2 separate regions of the Mus musculus genome follow, and region 1 is linked to region 2. A link is a contact called in public Hi-C data. All regions are on one chromosome and are shown on one strand. Each heading gives the region's core, a stretch centred on a gene start, on an enhancer-like site or on the middle of the called end of the contact. The rest is flanking DNA. Distances are from core to core; before and after follow the strand shown. Region 1 overlaps Pan3 (PAN3 poly(A) specific ribonuclease subunit). Region 2 overlaps Flt3 (FMS-like tyrosine kinase 3).

The links. A called contact is a pair of places that touch in the nucleus more often than the background predicts.
Region 1: a Hi-C map of pro-B cells shows a contact between it and region 2, with 4 times the contacts expected there. The contact joins two enhancer-like sites. A contact is called at or near these places in 1 of 15 datasets of contacts at CTCF or cohesin (pro-B cells), 17 of 484 Hi-C or Micro-C datasets (B cells, CD4 T cells, CD8 T cells and 11 more) and 3 of 9 other capture datasets (adipose tissue, liver and pancreatic islet).

The regions. Positions count from the first base shown.
Region 1 is chr5:147,525,744-147,531,173 of GRCm38.p6, reverse strand. It overlaps Pan3 (PAN3 poly(A) specific ribonuclease subunit), which reads right to left. Exons shown (of 19, transcript NM_028291.5): 9 at 4,494-4,655; 10 at 4,133-4,249; 11 at 3,944-4,045; 12 at 1,054-1,219. Among named protein-coding and RNA genes, the nearest start is that of Pan3, 98 kb to the right of the region's middle. Within about 2 kb of position 3,958, at least 77 of the 459 cell types and tissues checked have an H3K27ac peak or open chromatin away from gene starts, as enhancers often do. A contact at or near this core is called in B cells, CD8 T cells, LSK cells and 1 more, where this site is marked.
Region 2 is chr5:147,336,246-147,341,328 of GRCm38.p6, reverse strand. Flt3 (FMS-like tyrosine kinase 3) reads left to right here. Exons shown (of 24, transcript NM_010229.2): 20 at 1-116. Among named protein-coding and RNA genes, the nearest start is that of Urad, 16 kb to the right of the region's middle. Within about 2 kb of position 1,643, at least 56 of the 459 cell types and tissues checked have an H3K27ac peak or open chromatin away from gene starts, as enhancers often do. A contact at or near this core is called in B cells, CD8 T cells, LSK cells and 1 more, where this site is marked.

The DNA of each region.
Region 1 (5,430 bases), core at 2,709-5,208, 190 kb before region 2:
TCTAAAATGTTAATGACTAATGTCCATCTCCATCCTCCCCACCCACAAAACCAACAACCATTTCAAAGATCATGAAACTCAGCCTGAGAGACATTAAATGGTGCGACTCCAGGCATAAAGTTAGTAACTGAAAAGAGCCGGAATGGTAATCCTTCACTTTCCTAAAGATGCAGCTGACACTGTGTCTTAGCTGTGTTCTTAGCGTCTTACTTGTTTTAACTCAAACCTCTGAATGAGTTTATCAGACAGTCACAGCACTGGCTAGCAGCACTGCTGAAGCTTAGAAAAGCCAAAAATTTCCTCAATTATCAACAGGCAAGAAAATGAACCAGGGCACTTTGGGGCTTTACTGTTTTGTTGGTTTTTACTCTGTGTGTGTGTGTGTGTGTGTGTGTGTGTGTGTGTGTGTGTGTGTGTATGTGTATGTGTGTAGGGTCTGTCTCTATGTTGTAGCCCAAGCTGTTAGCCTCCCAAGTAACGAGACTATAGGTATTAACCCCAAGGTCCAGTCACTATCTTCACTTCCACATGCTGTGCTGCCCAAAACAACTTGCAAAATATTATGGACACTAAAGTATTAGCTGAAGCTAAGATCTCTGTTACCTCACTGTATTATCCTCAACACTTAGATCCTAATCAATAATCATTTAACAACTTGTTAACAATACAAACTCTGTAGACTTCCTACATCACCAGCTGTGCAGGCAGAGCCCACCAATCTGAGACTGACTTACGGTGCAACTTAAGAATGATGGTTCTGTACAAGAAAGTGGTGCTGATACTTTTGTCTTTATTGTCAAATACCTTTGTGACTCTTGCCAACCTTTCTAAGGATAATTCACAACCATCTGTTAACTCCAGGGAACCTAATAACTTCTTCTGGCTTCCATGGGCACCAAGCACATGTGATGCACACATATGTATGCAGGCAGAACACACAACACACACACACACACACACACACACACACACACACACACACACACACACTAAATAGATCACTAAAGAAAAATGACAAGAAACCCAGATTCAGAACATTGAAAATGCTAGTACCTTGTTTTGCTGGTTATCAGAATCTTCGTTGGGTCCATTACTCTACAGGCCAAACCTGCTGTATGAATGGTCCGCAGAGCAGAACTCAGCTGTACAATGTATGCCCAGATGAGAGACTCTGGTAACAATCCAGCATGCTGCCTGGGCAGTGGTCCATCGTGCTGGCCTAGAAGAAAAATGAATATCCATTCACAGCAGTAAGGCCCAACAAACAAGCTCAGGAGCCTCGAGAACTGAGCTGACAGGTTTCACACTATTAGAGTAGCAGAGATCTCACTAAAGGACTCTTTCCTCTGACCAAATAAATGTTGAATAAGAACAAATTACTGAAAAAGCAGTATCCTTACCAATGATGAAACAAGCAAGCTTCTATCTAAGTAACTGTCTTTACCCTAACAACTTTTATAAGTGTTTTTGTTTGTCAATTTTGTGGCACTAGGAATTTAACCTAGGTGTTCGCACACATTAGACAACTGCTCTGCCACTTGGAGTTCCATGCCCAGCTTATAAACTGATTTTTCATCATACCTTGTGAGTCAATGTCAATATTTAAGTAACAGAGATATAAAAACGTAATCCATATTCTGTTATTTTAGTGAACATAATCATGTACCCATATGGCTGCAAGCCAACCTTTTGTGAACGAGGTAAAAATGTGAAAGTATAAGTCGGGGGCCACGGTGCCTGCCTATAACCCTGGCATTCAGGAGGAGTGCTGCAAGTTTCAGGCTCAGGATAAGTCAGAGCTACAAAATATGACCTTGTTTTAAAAAAATCATAGATAGATTAGATAGATAGATAGATAGATAGACGTAGATAGATAGATAGATAGATAGATAGATAGATAGATAGATAGATAGATAGACGTAGATAAAGTGAATGTGTAACTATGGCTTGGGACAATGTTTTAAACAAGTACATATACACGAACCATTTCCTCTCAATTTGTACAGAATGAAGACATTACATTCTATAAAGAAGTTTTTAGAAGTCTCCAAACAGCTTTTAGCGGGAACCGCTAAGAAGATGTCAGAGAGAACCCAAGAGAGTCCTGAATCCGTGTGACTTTGAGGGCTGGAGCACAGCTGAGCACGCATCAAGACTGCAAGTCAGCCCACAGCACCATGACCAAAAGGAAGAATGTTTAAATAAAGTTACACAACTGATATGATCATAAGGAGGAGGATCAGTTATCCTGTTTTGTTGTTTTTGTTTATATTCAAACAGGATCCACTATGTAGCCCTGGCTGTCCTGGAAATACTCACTGTATAAACTGGGCTGGCCTTGAACTCAGCTATCTGTCTCAATCTGTCTTCTAGGTGCTGCAATTAAAGGCATGTGGCATTACACCCAGCTATTTTTTTTGTTGTTGTTGTTTTTCTGAGACGAGGACTGTACTCTGTAACCCTCCAATTTGTAGCAATTCTCCTGACTTAGCCTCCTAGATGCTACAATTCTTAGAGTGAGGACTTACAGCAAACACATAGGTCTTACTTTCCATCAGATTCCATTCTAACTGCTCCATTCACTTCATTTTAATCTCTATAGTTTCTATATAAATACACTTTCACTATCTCATATCATCCCCATTTTCTAAATAATGCACTTATGACAAACATGCCTTTTTAAAGAAGTTGTTGCTAAAACAGTTATTCAGTAGGAGAAAACAGTAAGGCATTCATATGTGTAAGGAGTATAGTGGGGGTTATAAGAGTCTAATGCATGGAAGAACAGAGACTGAGAAAATGTAGAAACTGAGAGAGATGTTTCCAGTCCTAGAAAAAATACAGACTTCTAAAATGGGTAACATGCTCTGAGTAGTTCTCAACAAGGAACACTGGCAGTGCATGCAGTTATTTCTGGCATCAGAGCTGAGGTATAGGGGTATCCAGAAGACAAGCACCACTGTCCAACAACCCACAATACAGGGTAGATTCCACAGAACAAATGATGTGTGGCCCAAGTGTCAACAGAGCCAAGGTTAAGATAGCGATAAATAAAGCTAACAGCCATCTCACAAGAGTTATTACTAAAATAAATATGAGCCACAACCACACATCTTCAGGGAAAGCTGCCACCACATCCTCCAAAAACCTGTGCCCGTGTCTACAGACGACAGCACAAAAGGAGAAGCCACCACACTGCCTGACAGGCTTCCACCACCAATTCAACAACTATGTTGAAACCACAACTGCTTTCAACTGTCAGAATGCAGAAGCAAGGTTATGAGCACACCCAAGTATTATGTTTTGTGTTCAAGAGAATCTTAAGATTAAAAACTACAGCTAACAAGGTGAAGCTTCATTCTTGGTTCCACACAAAATCAGACTACCTACAAAAATATAAATTTTGACATCTCAAATTGGATTTACGTTTTCTGTGGTGTCATTTTCCTTCTAAAGGAGCATGTTTTAGACTGCAATTATAAATTTCTAGGTCCCTTGAAATATCTGAATTATAAAATGACTATTTAAGCAAATATTAGGAAAGAAGGAGAAGACGAAAGAACTTCTCTTCCATTTTAAAGTAAAGTCGCTTTTTAAAAAACTAACTTGACGTTTAACAAACAAAAGAATGTTTCTAGGGAAATGATTTCATAGATGACCATACAGTCACACTGGGTGGGAAGACTATCAAATGATGTTCATAGGAAATTTTATATCCTATGGGATATATCCAAAATAAACCAAAAATACTGGTATAAAATATGAGTCAATATACACATTTTTCCTAACTTGCTGCAAACCAACTCCAATTCTTTGAGATACTTTATAAAAATGCAGTAAGACCCTTAAAATGGCAAGAAAACCTTTGTGCATGTCTTCATAAGAAACTCCTCGCCAGGTCAAAAGCATGCATCAAAACAGTCTGCTCGCATCTCTTGCTTACCCCACTTCCTCTTTGTGAAGTAGGCATCAGAATTCGGGTCGTTAAAGTGTCTGCTCATCATAGTTTCTCCTCCAGCATGGAAATCATAGGCGAACACCAGAGCTTACAAAGAAACAGAAACACACATCACACAAGTCTGGCTCCACACAGGGAAGCCCATGAGCAGGACCCACAGGACTGGGTACTTACAAGGCTCGGCAAATGCTTTAGTGGTAAACACTTCACGCAGAGTTACAATATTTGAGTGCTGAATTTTTTTCCACATATCAACCAACACCATGCACTTTGTGTTAACAAGACGAAAACCTAAAGAAGAAAATTCTCTACTACAATCAACTGTAAATGATAGCTCAAGAGAAATTTGAATTTTTAAAAATGGTCTATGTTGGCTGTAAAGTATTAATCTTCAAATGGGGACAAAAAAAAAAAAGAAGAAAAATAAAAGAAACCTTGTTTTCCAAGCACGCATAATAAGACAGCACTGTTTATATGAAAGTATGAATAATCTTAGCAAGAGTAGTATACTTCTGAGGAAATCCACCTTCCTTACCATGTATCCTCCGAAGGCAATATGGCAGATCATCTTTGCTATTTACAGCTTTGTAGCAAGACGTGATATATCCAAAATTACTTGATTTCTGTATCCGGTTGGGAGGTGGCAGTGGTTCTAGAGGGAACAGGCTATGGTAGCTGTCAACTTCTGTGGGGACTGCTAGAGTAAGTGGCAGAAAGACAACTGTCAATGACAGGCATTCACAAACCTCTCACAGCATTAAAGAAGCAAGCACACGCATCACTACCCACTGTCAAACCCCAACAGACTTGTGTCAGGAGGCAGTGCTGTCTGACAGGCTTGTTATAAACCCAACTAAGCTTCAGTACCAACAGGTTAGGGGCAGCCAAGCACAACTGAAGCTCACATTCTCCTGTCTCTTAGCAGCACAATATAGGGATTTTTGTTCTCAGAAATAATTATTAAAAATGAGTTATTGATATATTAAACATTTTATTCTAATATTAATAAAAATCAAGGTAGATTTTGAATTATCTTTAGAGCATAAATTTAAAATAAGTTGTATGAAATTGATAAGGGTAGCATATATATGTATGAACCTATGTGACATTTGCCATCAAAACTCTTACAAGTCTCCTCTGGCTCGACTGGGTACAACTAAAGAAACTATGCTTCCCCCAATAATTAAGAGGTGCAGTGCCCACAAGGAAATTAACAGTCAAGTGACAGCACAAGAGCAAACCAACTATGATATTTGGAACAACCTTTTTGATGACTACCATGGTTTTTAACAACAAACAAACAAATAGACAAGGTAAAAGATAAACTCTACTCAATACGCAAGGGTCTCCACAGCAAACGCTATCTGGCTTCAGAAGCTGTACATCTTGAATTTCCATGCAATGGCTGTACATGATTTGTTTAAAAGAGGTCACGACAAGGCTATGAGTATAGGATTTTTTAGCGCTGTCCT
Region 2 (5,083 bases), core at 394-2,893:
ACAGAGACCTGGCAGCCAGGAATGTGTTGGTCACCCACGGGAAGGTGGTGAAGATCTGTGACTTTGGACTGGCCCGAGACATCCTGAGCGACTCCAGCTACGTCGTCAGGGGCAACGTGAGCCGTTTGCTTTTTGTCACGAGTACAGGAAACACCTGCACTCTCTGTGATGCGTTTTTGATTTATGGTGACACCAAGGGGAGAAAAAAAAAACTCCCAGTGCTTCACTTCTTTAGGCTGAAAAGATTGTTTTGTGCTCACTAAGAGCTAAGCAAAATAGCCACGCATCTCTGGGGGGCTGGCCACTCAGAACAGATCCATTAGGGGTTGGCATGAGATCTTCACCTGAAAAAAAAAATGCCCTTACTCAGACCTGTTTCGGTTTCCTTAGCTATAAAGTGGCTTTATATGTGTTTTATGTTTCCGATCATGAGACAAGCTAGCATGTATAAAAAGCTTTTTGTTTTTTTTTTTTCTGAACAGGCAGCACACAGGTATTCACTATAAAGTTTAAAGGTGCTGTAGTTAACTGGTAGCGTTTGTTACCCTGTTACTATATGAAGAGTTCAGGAAGACTCCAAATACAACATAACTGACATGTGTTCGTTCAAAGAGAATGTGAGGGGGCCAGAGAGATGGCTCAGTGGTTAAGAGCATAGAGTGCTTTTCCAGGGGACCCAAGTTTGATACCCAGCACCCACGGCAGGATGCTCGCAAGCATCTATAACTCCAGCTCCAAGGAATCTAGTGCCTCTGGCCTCTTTGGACATGTGTGCTCATGTGCACATACTTACACATAAGTGAAAATCAATTCAAAGTATGATGAGGCAAAAAATGAATGTTTAAGAAGGGAAGAAAGAGAGAGAGAAAGAAAGATAGACAGAAAATGATAGATAGATAAACAGACAAATGATTGATAGATAAACAGACAGAAGACATATAGACAATGATAGACAGACAGATAGACAGTGAGATGTCTCAGCAGGTAAAGGTAGTTGCTACCAAGCCTGAGGGCTGGAGTTGCCCCCCAAAAACACATGGTGGAAAAACTGGAATGGTATAAGTTGACCTCTGACCTTCACCTGTGTGCCGAGCATGCACCCTCCCCCAGCGCCCACACACATGCACAGGAATAAAAACATAATTATTCTTCTTTTCATTTTTCAAGACAGGGTTTCTCTGTGTAGCCCTGGCTGTCCTGGAACTCACTCTGTAGACCAGGCTGGCCTCGGAACTCAGACAGAGATCTGCCTGCCTCTGCCTCTGCCTCTGCCTCTGGAGCACTGGGGCTAAGGATGTGCGCTGCCACCATGTCCCCCTGGCATCAAATTTTTAAAGAAAGAAAGAATGAAATGAACAGTAAGGGCTGAAGAGCTCAGGCGTAGAGCTCTGGCCTGGCCTTCGCGAGGCTTTGGTTCAAGCCTCAGAATGAGGAAGAAAAAGAAGGAATTAGGACACCTTGGTGCAAGTCCCCCTGGTGCTGTGTGTTCAGCCAGTGCTGGGGGAGGGGGGCAGGGGGGAGGGGGAGGGGAGTCTCAGTACCATCATCCCTGCTTATGAAATGACAGCAGCCCAGGCTGCCCCAGTTCCTCCTCTCTGCTCGACACTCTCAGTACTCACTTCGGTCTGAAAATACCCACTCTGTGAAGAGGAAATTGAGACAAAGAAAAGCAACTTGCCCGCGGTTGCTAACTTGCCCCGTGTGGATGTGAGCGTGCAGAGCCTGCATCCCTGTCGTTCACGGTGGTGTCCTCCTGACTAACTTCCTACAGGATTCTGATTTTACTTCCTAGGTTCTCAGAAACCAACCAATACAATCAATGACATAGCCCTTTAACCCAAAATGAGAACTCCAATGAATGCTCATCTCAGGTGGCTTAGAGCCGGTTCCCAGGGATGGTCGCTGGCTGTGGTTACAGTACACTGACCTCTCTGTGTGCTTATGGGGTTTTCACCCCACCAGTGGGCTCTCCTGTGGGAAGGTGAATTCCGTTCAGAACCTTCTGTTAATGAATCAGGTAACCCAGCCTGGACCACAGATTGGGCCAGTGACTCCATTTGCATAGGATTTAAAAGAGGATTTCCTTCTGGGGCTCTTCTTTAGCCTGGCCAATTAAACACATGAGGTTCCTACTGGAACCAAATCAGAACAAAACTCCGTGCCCCAGGAGCTAACCAGCCACTGTGTCCTGATGCAAATCAAAGCCTGTGCAAACAGAGGCCAACCCCCTGTCCCGCCTCTGGAAGTTATTCAAGCCCCGGAGGGCAGCTATGGTTACTCTAGGCATGATCACGTAAGTCCTTGAGGGCGATGCTTCTCAGTTCTGAGGAAAGCTCCCGTAAATGATTCTCCCCGCGGCCTTGAACTTGTCGACCTCTGAGCAAATACAGAGCTCTTCCTTAACGAACGAACGGCATCGCTACGGCACTTGCCAATCCCAAGCACAAGCCTGTGTCCAAGATGACTTTTAAAGAAGTGTATTTTGCCAGGAGTGGTGCCCTACGCCTTTAAACCCAGCTCTCAGGAGGCAAAGGCAGGTTGATTTGTGTGTTTGAGGCCCTATTCTGCTTATGTCACCAGAGCTACATAGTGAGACCTTGTCTCAAAATAGAAAAACAGATGAGCTGGACGGTGGTGGCGCACGTCTTTAATCCCAGCACTTGGGAGGCAGAGGCAGGTGGATTTCTGAGTTCGAGGCCAGCCTGGTCTACAGAGTGAGTTCCAGGACAGCCAGGGCTACACAGAGAAACCCTGTCTCAAAAAAGAAAAGAAAAAAAAAAGGAAAACAAATGATAGATAGATAGATAGATAGATAGATAGATAGATAGATAGATAGATAGATAGAGATAGAGAGAGAGAGAGAGATAGCTATAGGTAGGTAGGTAGATAGGTAGGTATAGACAGGTAGATAGATAAACAGATACTTAGATAGATGTTAAATATAGATAATAGATGATAATGGGTGGATAGATGGATAGATAGATAAGAAACGTATTTCTAAAAAGCTTCTACTTTTTCTTTTTTTCTAGAACATGATTTTAATATTTTCAACTTAATATTCAACAGACAGAATAATTATTTTAAGATATATTTTGTTGTTATGTCTCCTTTTCATTTCTGATGTTATTAATTTGAATACTGTCTCTGTGCCCTCTGGTTAGTCAGGCTAAGGGTCTATCTATCTTGTTTTTTCTCAAAGAACCAGCTCCTGGTTTTGTTGATTCTTTATAGAGTTCTTTTTGTTTCTATTTGGCTGATTTCAGCCCTGAGTTTGACTATTTCCTGCCGTCTACTCCTCTTGGGTGTATTTGCTTTGTTTTGTTCTAGAGCTTTCATGTGTGCTGTCAAGCTGCTAGTGTGTGCTCTCTCCAGTTTCTTTTTGGAAGCACTCAGAGCTATGAGTTTTCCTCTTAGCACTGCTTTCATTGTGTCCCATAAGCTTTGATATGATGTGCCTTCATTTTCATTAAATTCTAAAAAGATAGACTTTACTTTCTTTTTTTATTTCTTCCTTGACCAAGTTATCATTGAGCAGAGCATTGTTCAGCTTCTGTGTGTATGTGTGCTTTCTGTTGTTTTTGTTGGTATTTAAGACCAGCCTTAGTCTGTGGTGATCTGATAGGGTATATGGGATTATTTCAGTCTTCTTGTATCTGTTGAGGCCTGTTTTGTGACCAATTATATGGTCAGTTTTGAAGAAGGTACTGTGAGGTGCTGAGAAGAAGGTATATTCTTTTGCTTTAGGATGAAATGTTCTATAAATACCTGTTAGATCCATTTGGTTCATAATTTCTGTTAGTTTCACTGTGTCTCGATTTAGTTTCTGTTTCCATGATCTGTCCATTGCTGAGAGTGGGGTGTTGAAGTCTCCCGCTATTATTGTGTGGGGTGCAATGTGTGCTTTGAGCTTTAGTAAAGTCTCTTTTATGACTGTGGATGCCCTTGCATTTGGAGCATAGATGTTCAGAACAGAGAATTCATCTTCTTAGATTTTTCCTTTGACCAGTATAAAGTGTCCTTCCTTATCTTTTTTGATAACTTTTGGTTGAAAGTTGATTTTATTCGATATTAGAATGGATACTCCAGCTTGTTTCCTGAAACAATTTGCTTGGAAAATTGTTTTCCAGCCTTTTACTCTGAGGTCGTGTCAGTCTTTGTCACTGAGGTGCATTTCCTGTGTGCAGCAAAATGCTGGGTCCTGTTTATGTATCCAGTCTGTTAGTCTATGTCTTTTTATTGGGGAATTGAGTCCATTGATGTTAATAGATATTAAGGAAAAGTGATTGTTACTTCCTGTTATTTTTGTTGTTAGAGGTGGAATTATGTTTGTGTGGCTATCTTCTTCTGGGTTTGTTGAAAGATTACTTTCTTGTTTTTTCTAGGATGTAGTTTCTCTTCTTGTGAAGTGTTTTCCATCTATTATCCTTTGTAGGGCTGGATTTATGGAAAGATACTGTGTAAATTTGGTTTTGTCATGGAATATCTTGGTTTCTCTGTCTATGGCAATTTAGAGTTTTGCTGGGTATAATAGTCTGGGCTGGCATTTGTGTTCTCTTAGGGTCTGTATGACATCTGCCCAGGATCTTCTGGCTTTCATAGTCTCTGGTGAGAAGTCTGGTGTAATTCTGATAGGTCTGTCTTTATATGTTACTTGACCTTTTTCCCTTACTGCTTTTAATATTATTCCTTTGTTTAGTGCATTTGGTGTTTTGATTATTATGTGATGGGAGGAATTTCTTCTCTGGTCGAGTCTATTTGGAGTTCTGTAGGCTTCTTGTATGTTCATGGGCATCTCTTTCTTTAGGTTAGGGAAGTTTTCTTCTATAATTTTGTTAAAGATATTTACTGGCCCTTTAAGTTGGGAATCTTCACTCTCTTCTATAACTACTATCCTTAGGTTTGGTCTTCTCATTGTGTCCTGGATTTCCTGGATGTTTTGGGTTAGGAGCTTTTTTGCTTTTTGCGTTTTCTTTAACTGCAGTGCCAATGTTTTCTATGGTATTTTCTATACCTAAGATTCTCTCTTGTATTCTGTTGGTGATGCTTGCATCTATGACTCCTGATCTCTTCCCTAGGTTTTCTA